2 separate regions of the Cyprinus carpio genome follow, and region 2 is linked to region 1. A link is a contact called in public Hi-C data. All regions are on one chromosome and are shown on one strand. Each heading gives the region's core, a stretch centred on a gene start, on an enhancer-like site or on the middle of the called end of the contact. The rest is flanking DNA. Distances are from core to core; before and after follow the strand shown.

What was found. A called contact is a pair of places that touch in the nucleus more often than the background predicts.
Region 2: a contact with region 1 is called in a Hi-C map of red blood cells, with 4 times the contacts expected there. The contact joins the promoter of LOC109075182 here to the enhancer-like site in region 1. A contact is called at or near these places in 2 of 8 Hi-C or Micro-C datasets (liver and red blood cells).

Annotation. Positions count from the first base shown.
Region 1 is chrB13:22,991,966-22,997,623 of ASM1834038v1, reverse strand. It overlaps LOC109100421 (phosphofurin acidic cluster sorting protein 2-like), which reads left to right. Exons shown (of 25, transcript XM_042736129.1): 2 at 5,165-5,252; 3 at 5,539-5,628. Among protein-coding and RNA genes, the nearest start is that of LOC109100421, 11 kb to the left of the region's middle. Within about 2 kb of position 4,338, at least 4 of the 8 cell types and tissues checked have an H3K27ac peak or open chromatin away from gene starts, as enhancers often do.
Region 2 is chrB13:23,024,757-23,031,288 of ASM1834038v1, reverse strand. LOC109075182 (synaptojanin-2-binding protein-like) reads left to right here and starts at 4,083. Exons shown (of 4, transcript XM_042737341.1): 1 at 4,083-4,306; 2 at 5,947-6,083. The coding sequence starts at 4,243. LOC109075184 (galectin-3-like) reads left to right here. Exons shown (of 6, transcript XM_019091120.1): 4 at 1-55; 5 at 133-289; 6 at 1,271-1,625. The coding sequence ends at 1,426.

The DNA of each region.
Region 1 (5,658 bases), core at 3,089-5,588:
AGTGACAAATCTGCTGAGATTTCTTTACTTATACACTACCAGTCAAAGGTTTTTGAACAGCAAGATTTTTCATGTTTTTAAAGAAGTCTCTTCTGCTCACCAAGCCTGCATTTATTTGATCCAAAATACAACGAAAGCAGTAATATTGTGAAATACTATTCTTACTATTTAAATTAACTGTTTTCTATTTGAATGTACTTTAAAATGGAATTAATTCCTGTGATTTCAAAGCAAAATTCTTATCATCATCAAAAAAAACATTTATTATTATTATTATTATTATGTTGAAAACAACCGAGTAGAATTTTTTCAGGTTTCTTAGATGAATAGATAGTATTATGTTATTATTATTATTATTATTATTATGTTGGAAACAACCGAGTAGAATCATTTACACAAAACATAAATAAAAAGAAAATTAAGAATATCACCAAAAATACAAAATTAACTCATTCAAATACTCACGTTCACAACAGTATACCATGACACATTGATAATAATAAATGTTTCTTGAATATCAAATCAGCATATTAGAATGATTTCTGATAATAATAAATGTTTCTTGAATATCAAATCAGCATATTAGAATGATTTCTGAAGGATCATGTGACACTGAAGACTGGAGTAATGATGCTGAAAACGTTGCTTTGATCACAGGAATAAATTACATTTTTAAATGCATTCAAATAGAAAGCAGTTATTTTAAATAGTAAAAATATTTCACAATATTTCTGCTTTTTTTGTACTTTGGATCAAATAAATGCATGCTTGGTGAGCAAAAAAACATCATAAAAACTTACTGTTCAAAAAATGTTGACCAATGTAAATTTCATTTGATCGTGGTGATCTAATAATATTTAATTTCTTAATTTCTTCTAATGTCAATATTTTTTATTTTCAGGTTTATATGGATAAAATAGAAAGTTGCACATAAGCACATAAGCCCAACAGAAATAGCTGTTTTTGTGTCTGTTTACTAGTCATGTGCTTTTCATACCAACGATAACTTAAAATAACTTATAGACTTAAACACTGCTTAGTGTGTGTGTGTGTGTGTGTGTGTTTCCTCCATCATTAACACTTAGGATTATTCAAGCCTTTGAAATCGAGCTAATTAGGACCAAGCTGACCTTGTTAGACTAGTGTGTGAATGTGTGTGTGTTTTTAGCTTCTGCAAGTAAATGTAGGTCAGCTCTCAGGGGTTTACTCACTTTCAGACACATGCAGAATATTTGGACCGTCTTTCTGATGAGATCACATGAACAGCATGGAAACTGCCCTTTAAAACACTTGGAAGACACACATAAACAAAAACTATGAAATCCAAATAGATTTGTGGCTTTTAGTCCATGTGGTAGTTTTGAGGCAGTCGACTTCAAGTCTCTTCAAGGAAAAATGGACTCCAAATATTGATGACTCATCCTGCACTACTCAATTTTCTGTCCAATCAGATGCACTCTAGAGTGTGAATGTCCCTCCCAATCACACTATTTGCAGCTGTGTAGAAGACTTATGGCAGTGCTGTAACTATATATTTTTCTATGTTAAATTCTTTTCTTTAAACAATATATTTTTCAATATATCTTCAAATCGACCTTTAACCTGGGATATTTATAACTTTTTTTTAGGTAAGGGAAAAGTTTTTTGATATGTCCCAGCAGAACATCCTGTTTTTTAATAGGAATTGCATCAAGAGAGAAAACTCTTTTCTTGAAGTTTTTTTTTGTTTCATTAAAAAACTTATATCCTTAGGTGTATAATTAATTATTAATTATATTAGTATTATTTTGTATTATTGTTATAGTATTATATTATTAACTAATATTTGAATAAGCTTTTCTTTTTATTTTTACAGTTTTCATTTTAATTTTAGTTTTATTAATTTAGTTTTGTGATTTTGACATTTTTATTAGATCTTTGTTGTGATATTTCTATTTTGCTTTAAATGTTTTTTTTATTTCAGTTTTAATAATTTTAATATTTAGTACTTCAGCTTAAACTTATTTTAGTTCTAAATTAGATTGAAGTTATTCATCTAATATTTATAGTTTGTTTATTTCCGTCTTTTTTAATTAATGAAAACAATTTTTAATGGTTTAGTTTTAGTTAACAATGCCAACACTGATCATAGTCCCGCTCTAAGTTTGCTGCCACTAGTGGAGGAAAAATCATACCTTTGACCTTCAAACTGTAATCATGGCATAAGTTATAAGGTATTTCTGTGTATGTAATGGTTAAATGTTGTCAGAGCTGCAGGTTTGAGGATGTAAATCTACCAGCAGTGTCTGTGTAAGTGTTATGAAATGTTGGTGTCAGCTCTTATGTGTACTAATGCATCGGCTAGCAGTGTTCTGTCCGGGCCCGTAACCTGAGCATGGTTTCACCCCTTAGCACTGCCCTTTCAGACTTACAGTTACAGTAGATGTGCGTGTAACCTGAGTGAGGGTTTCTGATGAGAAACGAATGAAATTGATTTTGCTTTAATTCCCTCTGTGCTTTCTGCCAGAGAGAAACACACACAGTCTCTGTAGGAGAGTGTGTGTAATGGAGATGTGATTGAGTTTGGATCCAGCTGAGTGGAGTGAGACATGTTTATCTTTAACTCCAGAGAGGATGAACAGTCTCTGTTCTTCTGCGAGAGGTCATTGAGGGCTGTTAGGTCTTTATAGGAGGTTATACATAGTTATAAGAGAGGTTTGATTGACGTGAGTGTGTGCAGTGACACACACACACACACACACACACACACACACTCACACCAGCTGAAATAATCAGCCTTTGTACTGAGAAAACAGAACATAAAATTGTCTGTGTGGCCATTGTTTCCTGTCTCAATAATCAACCTCTCACACTGCTTTCACTAAAATCAATGATTTTTACTTCATGTATTTATTCTAAATATAGTGTGTTATGACTGTTTAAAACTACAGTATGTAATTTGTTGAATGTGTGATTAACTTGAAATATGGCTGTTTTTACAGGGTGAACCTCAGCCAAATTTAACTTCAAAATACATGTTTTTGAAATTAGATTTGCATAATTTTCATTATAATTAAATAGATAATCATCTTCCCCCAATTATCTTTAGTGTACTACCATTTAAAATGTTCATTCTCATTACTGTAATGCGGAAACAAATACGTTATTTAAATTGTAAAATATATTTCTAAAATAAAATAAGAAGTCTTCAACACATGACATTTATCTATACTGTAATGTTATGCTAATTTTCATTTAGGAAAATCATGCCTAGACAGAAATGATTTTTACTGTACAATGCTGCTTAAATGCAAAATAATTTTTTTATTTATTTTTTTATTTTTATCATATTAATATATTAGTTCTGGGCTAATGTTAGTGTGTGTGTATGTGAGAGAGAAATGTGTATATGTTAAGTCTACTCAAAACCACTGTGTGTTCCTTTGTTGCGGTCAGAATTAGCATGCTAATCGCTCAGGGAAGAAGAATGGCTTTTGTTTGTGTGTGTGAGTGTGTGTGTGTCAAAGTGAGAATGTTGTGTGAACAATACCAGCCTTCAGATCACTCAAGAGATTGTACTGTGTGCCTCTCTCTTTCTCTCTTCCTTGTCCTCATAGTACCTGGTATGTGATTTGAATATATAAAGTGTTTCTCATTAATATTCTATGAGGTGGATGCATATGGGTCCGTTTCCATTGGCTTCCCTCTCTGTACAAGCTGCTCTGGGGCCTCTAGGGGCCTCTCTGGTCCCTTGATCACTTCCCTCTCGCTTCATCTCTGCTCTGACTCTCTTCCTGCATTATTGACGTTATCTCATTTTCTCTCTGTGACAGGGTTCTCTCCCTCCACAGTCAGTGTGCAAAGGGACATTTCACCCAAAAATGAAAAATCTGTCATTTATTCGACCTCATTGTTGTTCCAAATCAATAAGACCACAAAAGGAAACAGAACACTCACATTCTTTTCCAAACTATTAGTAAATGTGCTTGTCAAGCTCCTTAAATGACAAAAATTACCATAAAAGAATCATAAAATTGTATATTATATTAAAATATTCTGAAGACATTCATTAGCTTAGTGCGAGAATCAAATGGGATTCTCTTGCAATTTGAATATGCGCATAAATTTGTCCCGCCTGATTTGGCTAAAGGGAAGATTCTAGGCAAATAATGACTTAATGTCTTTTTTTTTTTTTTTGGTCTGCTAATCCTTTAATTCTGGAAATGTTTGGCTCTGTGATGCAAATGTGGCAGTTTTTAGATTCTTTCCTCATTTGCATTGTCACTGTATGTGTTAAAGGGTGGATGTCTCTCAGTGCAGTGTTGAGGTTTAAAAAAAAAAAACATACTCCGAATTCGTGCACACACACCCGGAGTAGTGGGCAGCCATTTATGTTGCGGGGCCTGGGGGGGGCCTTGCTCAAGGGTACCTCAGTCATGGTATTGCTGGCCCGAGACTCGAACCCACAACCTTAGGGTTAGGAGTCAAACTCTCTAACCACTAGGCCATGACTTCCCCAACACTGTTTACTGCAGTGTCAGAGTGAGGGTGTGTGTTTACTATGTTCTAGTAAAACGATTTTGGCCCATTTGAATGGTTCCTCGTGCCTAAAATGACAGGCACTCAATGGAACGTTTGTAAACAGTTTTGCATGCAAGTTTCCAGAGGACTGAAATCCCTGAACCCCACTTTATCAATCCCATGAATTCCAGCTGTTTTCTGGACTGATCTGTCCCATTTGAAAGCTGCTGTGTGCCTGTTTTCAGCTACAGACCTGATTCAGTCTTGTAGAATTTCTCCCAGCTCTAGAGTTCTAGAGTTTAGTTTGGCAGAAGTTGTTCTTAGGAAGATTGAGTTTTCTTTAGAAATTGAATGTTCATACAGTGCCACACTGATAAGAAACTCAGGATATAGAAAACAAGATTATCTACTCGCATCCTGTTACAGGAACAAACATATGGATCACATTCCCAAACATTTACTGATAAACAGCAAATGAGTGCCTGTTTGTTAACCAACTGTAAAGTGAAGAGATAATTCACACAAAAATGAAAATTTTCTCCTTGTGCTGTTGTGCTGTATGGTACTTTTTCCACATGCTCATTGCCAAGATTGCTTCCCGATTAGCCAGATGTTATGTATAATCACTTATTTGTGTAAATGAGGCTGTTGTTTCTATCTGTAGGCTGTGTAGTCTGACTTTGAAGAAGCTCGTGGTGATGAAGGAACTTGACAAGGAGCTGATTTCTGTCGTCATTGCAGTCAAGATTCAGGTTAGTAATCAGCTTCATAAAGTGTGTTGTTTAGAGACAATAGACCTGTTCTAAGAGGGTTACAATACATGAGAAATGAATTAAAGTGCATAATATCGTAAAGTGTAATAGTCATCAAAAATAAACTTTTTGTCAATACAGAATGATGATACATTTTCAAAGTCCAAGGTCCAAAAATCTTTTCAATAAACAAAATCCCAAATTAAGTGGATAATTGTTTCTTCCAAGTGATGACAGAAGAAAAAATTGGGTGAAATACAGATAAAGAGACTGTTTGTGCCTGTAGGGCTCCAAGCGAATCCTGCGCTCTCATGAGATAGTGCTGCCCCCTGCTGGTGGGGTCGAGACTGATCTCGCTCTCACTTTCTCACTACAGGTAAAGATATCTTCAAAACACACTTTGTCA
Region 2 (6,532 bases), core at 2,834-5,333, 34 kb before region 1:
TAATGCCCTGCCTCGTGATTACTATAGTGGGTGAGCCAGTACCAGGAGGAAACAGGTAATAAAAAAACAAAACAACAAGATGCTGCATTACCTCTGCGTGTCCAAAGCAAACTCTCACTTCTCTTTTCTCAGGTTCCATGTAGATTTTGTGAGGGGGCATGACGTGGTTTTCCATTTCAGCCCTCATTTCCATGAGAACACCATCGTACGGAACACACAGCTTGGGGGCTGCTGGGGTCCGGAGGAGAGGCACGGAGGATTTCCCTTTGTGCAGGGCAGACAGTTTGAGGTACAGCATTCTGATTTACCCTTAGAGAAGGAACTTAAAGGAATAGTTCACCCAAAGATGAAAATTCTGTCATTATTTTCTCAACATTAAGTTGTTGCAAACCTGTATGAAATCCTTTCTTCACAAAAAAAATAAAAAAATTTAGTTGTTTTGGAGAATGTGAATAACCAAACAGTTTCTGGTCCTCGTTGACATGATTTTTTTTTTCCTATGGAATGAAATAGAATAGATAACCCAAATATGAAAATAATTTACTCACCCTTAGCCAATAATTTACTGACCTCAGGCCATTCAAAATGTAAAACAGAAAACATAAAATATAAAATTAATCAACACTCCAACTGATCACTGACGTCTGATCAGATTAAGAGTCCAAACTGCTTATAAAAACAAGTTCCTTGCTTGTAATAAACAAATACATCAAAAGACATTAAGATTTTAACTTCAAACTGCTGCTTCTGGCTAAAATATGTGTCCTCTATCCATAGTATTGCTTTCTCCAGTGAAAGTGTCATTTCTCCTGAAGCAGAGGAGAAACATGCGCACATTAAGCACCGTTTACAATTGAAAACAGTCCATAAGAGTTCTAAACTAATATGTTGGTAAATTTTGATATGAGACGGAGGATGGACTTTTTTTTTGAAGGAAGCATTATTATAAATGATGCACTTGCATTTTGCCCAGAAGCGATGGTTTAAAGTTAAAACATCTTAATGATGGATGTGTTTCTTACAAACAAGCAGCTTTTTACTTCACATGATGTTAACTGTTTGAATGAAGTTGTTCACCGCAGAGGATCCATTGGTGAGCAAGTGATGTAAAATGCTAAATTTCTCTAAATCTGTTCCTGTGACGAAACAAATTTATCTACATCTTGGATGGCCTGAGTATATTTTCAACTAATTTTCATTTTTAGTCGAACTATTCCTTTAAGCCATATTGGACTTCAGTTGAGTTTTCATAATGTGTTTGTGTGTGCAGCTGAAGATCCTGGTGGAGGCGGATGGGTTTAAGGTGGCTGTGGATGGCGTTCATCTGCTGGAGTTTGAGCACAGAACAGGCGGGATGGAGGATGTCACTCACCTGCACATCGAGGGAGACCTCGTTCTGTTCAGCGCGGCCCCCAGCATGATCTAAATCCCAGGGGCGTAGGAGCAGTTTGACAATGTTGAGGAGACACATGTAGTCATTGGTCCTTGAAAAGTATAGATTATCTTCAGAAAGCACCATAACTGATAGTTGATAGTTGAATGATGATAGTTAACCTTTTGCATGTACACTGCTGTTTAAAAGTTTGGGATCAGTAAGATTTTTAATGTTTTTAATGGAGTCTCTTGTGCTCATCAAGGCTGTATTTATTTGATTAAAAATACAGAAGAAACTGCAATATTGGGAGATATTATTTCAATTTCTAATACTGGTTTTATGTTTTAATATACTTTAAAATATAATTTATTTCTGTGATCAAAGCTGAATTTTCAGCATCATTGCTCCAGTCTTCAGTGTCACATGATCCTTCAGAAATCATTCTAATATGCTGATTTATTATCAGTGCTAGAAACCGTTGTGCTGCTTCATGTTTTATTTTTATTAATTGTTTTGGAAACTGATACTTTTTTCTGGATTCTTTTCTGAATAAAAAGGTAAAAAGAACAGCATTTATTTAAAATTAAAAATCTTTTCTAACAATGAGTCTTTACTATCACTTTTTATCCATTTAACACATCCTTGCTGAATAAAAGTATTCATTACTTTCAAAAAATGTAGAAAAAAACTCCAAACTTTTGAACTGTAGTGTATATTGTAACACAAGATTTCCATTTTAAATAAATGCTGTTGAGTAATGATGCTGAAAATTCATGTTTGCATCACAGGAATAAATTATGTTTTAAAGTATATTAAAATAGAAACTATTATTTTAAATTGCAATAATATTTCACAAAATAACAGGGTTTTTTCTGTATTTTTGATCAAATAAATACAGCCTTGATGAGCACAAGATACTTCGGTAAAAAATATTTAAAATCTTACTGATCCCAAACTTTTGAACGGTAGTGTGTTTGACAAATTTTGTAAAAACACAACGTATACTGTTCCAAACACACCTAAATTATTACCTTCGGTATTAGCATGGTATAGTACCAAGACCCATGAGGGGTCATAAACTCTTATTCAGGAAACTGCAGACCAGAGCTGTGACACTGTGCTGAATTACATCAGATCGAAATGGCTGAATATTACTTTATTTGGTATGGATTTTGGAAAATGTTCATTATTTTGAATAAAACCATATTAAAGAAATAATTAGGATAATGGAGATAAGTAAATAATTATGTCCGAATAAATGCTGTATTACCCTGACTGAAATGTGCTTGGTCATATTATATTCTGCATGTTGACCTGAGATAAGAGGAAGTAATTTAACATAAAAATTACAGTTGTTAAGATGAATTTTACTGTGAACTGTAAGTATGCACTTCTGCCATGTCATAAAATTGTGCCTTTGTCACATACGATTTGTATCTGTGTGTAAGAATTAGCTTCTGAATTTGCTATTTATTACCAGCACTTCACATTTGCATTTATACATTTAAAAAAAAAACACCATCTTAAATTTGCATTTGTACCACTGACAATTTGGTGTACAGCTGAAAATGTCATGGATGAACCATCACAATGTTGTGCAAAGAGCTGTCAAGAAAGCATGCATGGATGCTTACTATTTAGGATAAAAAGTATAACCGGGGAATGTGATTACAACTTAATGTTTTATTTTACTCACCACATAAATAATATTTACAATCATTGACTGATATGGTCACTTTTATTAAAGTGCCCCTATTACGCCATTTCCAATATTGCCTTCATTGCAGTGTGTAATGTAGCTGTATGTGAATGTAAATGATCTGCAAAGTTGTAAAGCTGAAAGTGCACGATAAATAAAGTTATTGCTTGCATCCTAATGTGCATACTATATGTGATATTAGTAATTTTCAGTACTATTTAGGGCAGACAGGCTGGATAGTATGCACATTGGGACGCAGGGATTGACTCCAAAAATAAAGAATCGACTCTGAACAGCTGAAATGAGTCGTTAGTTATTCGAATCCCACTTCCGTGATGGCTACACATCACAGGGTAACACATTAGCATAATGCAAGCCTATGTTCTACGCTGGCTGGCCGCGAACAACTTGACCCCACCAACAAACAACGACTTGTGCAACAGGGCCTAGCGAAAGTACTTAATATTGCTTTAAAAAAGTACTTAAAAGCCTGGTTTCACAGACAGGGCTTAGACTAAAGTCACTTTTATTAACATGCCATAGGAGAAAACATTACTGGTGTGTATCTTGAGACAAAACAAAGGCACTGGTATGTTTTAAGATCAGTCAGTGCAAATGTCTTTCAGCTGAAACAGCTCAGACTTACATTTTAGTCTGGGACTAGGCTTAAGCCTCGTCTGTGGAACGGGGGAAAGTATTTTAGCAGAACATAACAAATTTGACAAATAAAATGTACTGGGAATATGTACGACTTGTCTGTATAATAGTTTAAAAAAAATTTTTTTAACCAGGGCAGGAGATATAAGTTAATTTTAGTGTGTTATTTAATATTACAATGAAATTACAATAAACATCCTTATAATTCTAATTTAGAAGAAAAAAACGCACTTAGCATCAATATGTGCCAACATATGACTTTTAATGCCACGCTGGAGTGTCAGGGAACACGTTATGATGTAATGACTGGATCTATTTTTTTTGTAATGAGTCGATCTTCTCCTCGCCGCAGTCTCCTCCGCAGTGCACCGTGAGAGTGTTCCGGTGCTGTCCGTTAGGTGGCAGTGGCGGCTGCGCACGTATCCCGGCGGCATTAGAAGAAGCAGGCGGAGTTCCGCACGCTTTAGGAGGTTAGCTGGTCGGGTATTAAAAGTGAAACTTTTCCGACATCATGAACGGATCCGCACACAGCGCGCCGAGCGTTGAAGAAATTACGCTGAAAAGAGGCCCGGCTGGTAAGTTTGGCTGTCTTCGACTTCCCCTGCTCTCTGCTGGAGCTGTGCGAACCGAGTTCATCCCGGCGGTTCGGTTCTGCTGGGTCGGCCCGCTCCCGCAACAAATGCTGACATAACTGGCTCCATGAACCCGAACTGATAACCCGGTCCCGAATGTGCTCCGCAAACGATCAAATCGGGTTTATTCAGAGGCGTTTGTGTTGTTATGAAAGCGAAAGTTCAGTTGAGATCACAACCAGCACAATACACTATCAGCATTATGGACCGACATATAAACACGGACACATTTCTGACAGATTCAAGCACACTATATATGGCTGTTATTGAAGATTTTCATGAGTAGTGGGTCTGGTTCCGGTCCGTCAGTTCAGTTTCTGAGAGCTGAGACTTAATTTGATTAAAGTGTTATATAATGCGTTGTTACCTCTGCGAGGTCATGCACTGGACTGCTTTGATAGCCCTGGACTTTGACTTGTGATTAAAAAGTATGAGTGTAAAACAAAAGCAGAAACATAATACGTCATCAACACTATGGGTCAAATTAGTCAGTTTAAATAATATCAAATTTTAAGAATTAGAAAGAACATGTCCTGTTTCCAGTCCCCCATTTAGACTCCTTTACTGATATAATATTTACCACATGATCGTACAATAAAACAATATCTGGTGTAAAAGTGTCCACTAGTATGCAGTGAGGCATGACTGCTAAATTTAGATCTTTTTTTTTATTATTATTATTCCAGATTTTGTCTTACCAAACATATTTTGATTTATATTTAATAAATTACATTTTATTGTCGGCATGCTATTCTTTATTTAGTTTTTAAATCCATAGTGTATATGTTATTGTGATGGATTCATGCATGTAAATGTTGTTGTTGTTGTTTTTTTCTCGTAATGTTTAATTAGAATGCTATGGTTATTCTGGTGAAAATGACAGACATCAGGTGGTCTTTTATATACTTAATATTTTCAAACCTTTTTTGATGACTGATTACTAAGGAATAGTGAAAATTTGCTAAAAATGTACTCATCCTTGAGGCATCCAAAATGTAGATGAGTTTGTTTCTTCATCAGAACAGATTTGTAGAAATGTAGCATAACATCTCTTGCTCACCTGTGGATCCTCTGCAGTGAATGGGTGCCGTCAGAATGAGAGTCCAAACAGCTGATAAAAACATCACAATAATCCACACGACTACAGTTCGTCAATTAATGACTTTTGGAGTTAAAAACAGTGAGTTTGTAATTAACAACTGCATCATTAAGATGTTTTAACTTTAAACTGTCACTGCTGTCCAGAATGTTCTCTTCTGATTCAGACGAGATGACTAACATTTTTTACATTATTCATCAATAAGGCCTAAATTATATTATTAGTAAATCATATTATTTGTGGTAGATCTGGAATGTGTTGTGGTGCAAGGATTGCATATGACAGTGATATTTTCCATGTGTCTCGTTGTTCCTGTGTGTTCTTAAGAAGTGACGTCTGGCTGGGATCATGTCTGTTTCTTCCCCCTTCCCTATTTCTTCTTCAGAAATCACATTAAGTCTGTGTGAACGTATATCAGGCTCAGTTTAATCATGTAAGTAGTTCAAACACGTGCTGTGTGTAACATCCTCTCTCTCTCTGTCAGGTCTGGGGTTTAATATAGTGGGTGGGGTGGACCAGCAGTATATTATGAATGACAGTGGAATCTTTGTGGCAAAAATCAAAGTAGACGGAGCGGCTGCACTGGATGGACGTATGCAGGAGGGAGACAAAATTCTTGCGGTAAAACCACTGTAATTTACTGTACATGGTTAACAAATCGTACTTAACTAATACTTAATTCTTGACAATCGCTGTGAATCAGTACTGCCACTTCACTGTATAACAGCTCGACTGTACGAGTGATTTATTGTAAATCAATGCTTACTGTAATCATGTGGATGGCCCTATTCACCTTAAATGCAGATCTTTAGAATAATGATGCTACAGCATTTCACATTTTTTGTTGTTGTTGCTGTCAAGCGATTAATCGCATCCAAAATAAAAGTTTTTGTTTACATACTTATATGTATGTATATGTATATAGGTATATGTAATATGGTGTATATGTATATATGTGTGTGTATATTATATACTGTGTATGTTTGTGTTTCTGTATGTATATACTGTGTATGTGTATGTATATATATATATATATATATATATATATATATATTGATATATATATATAT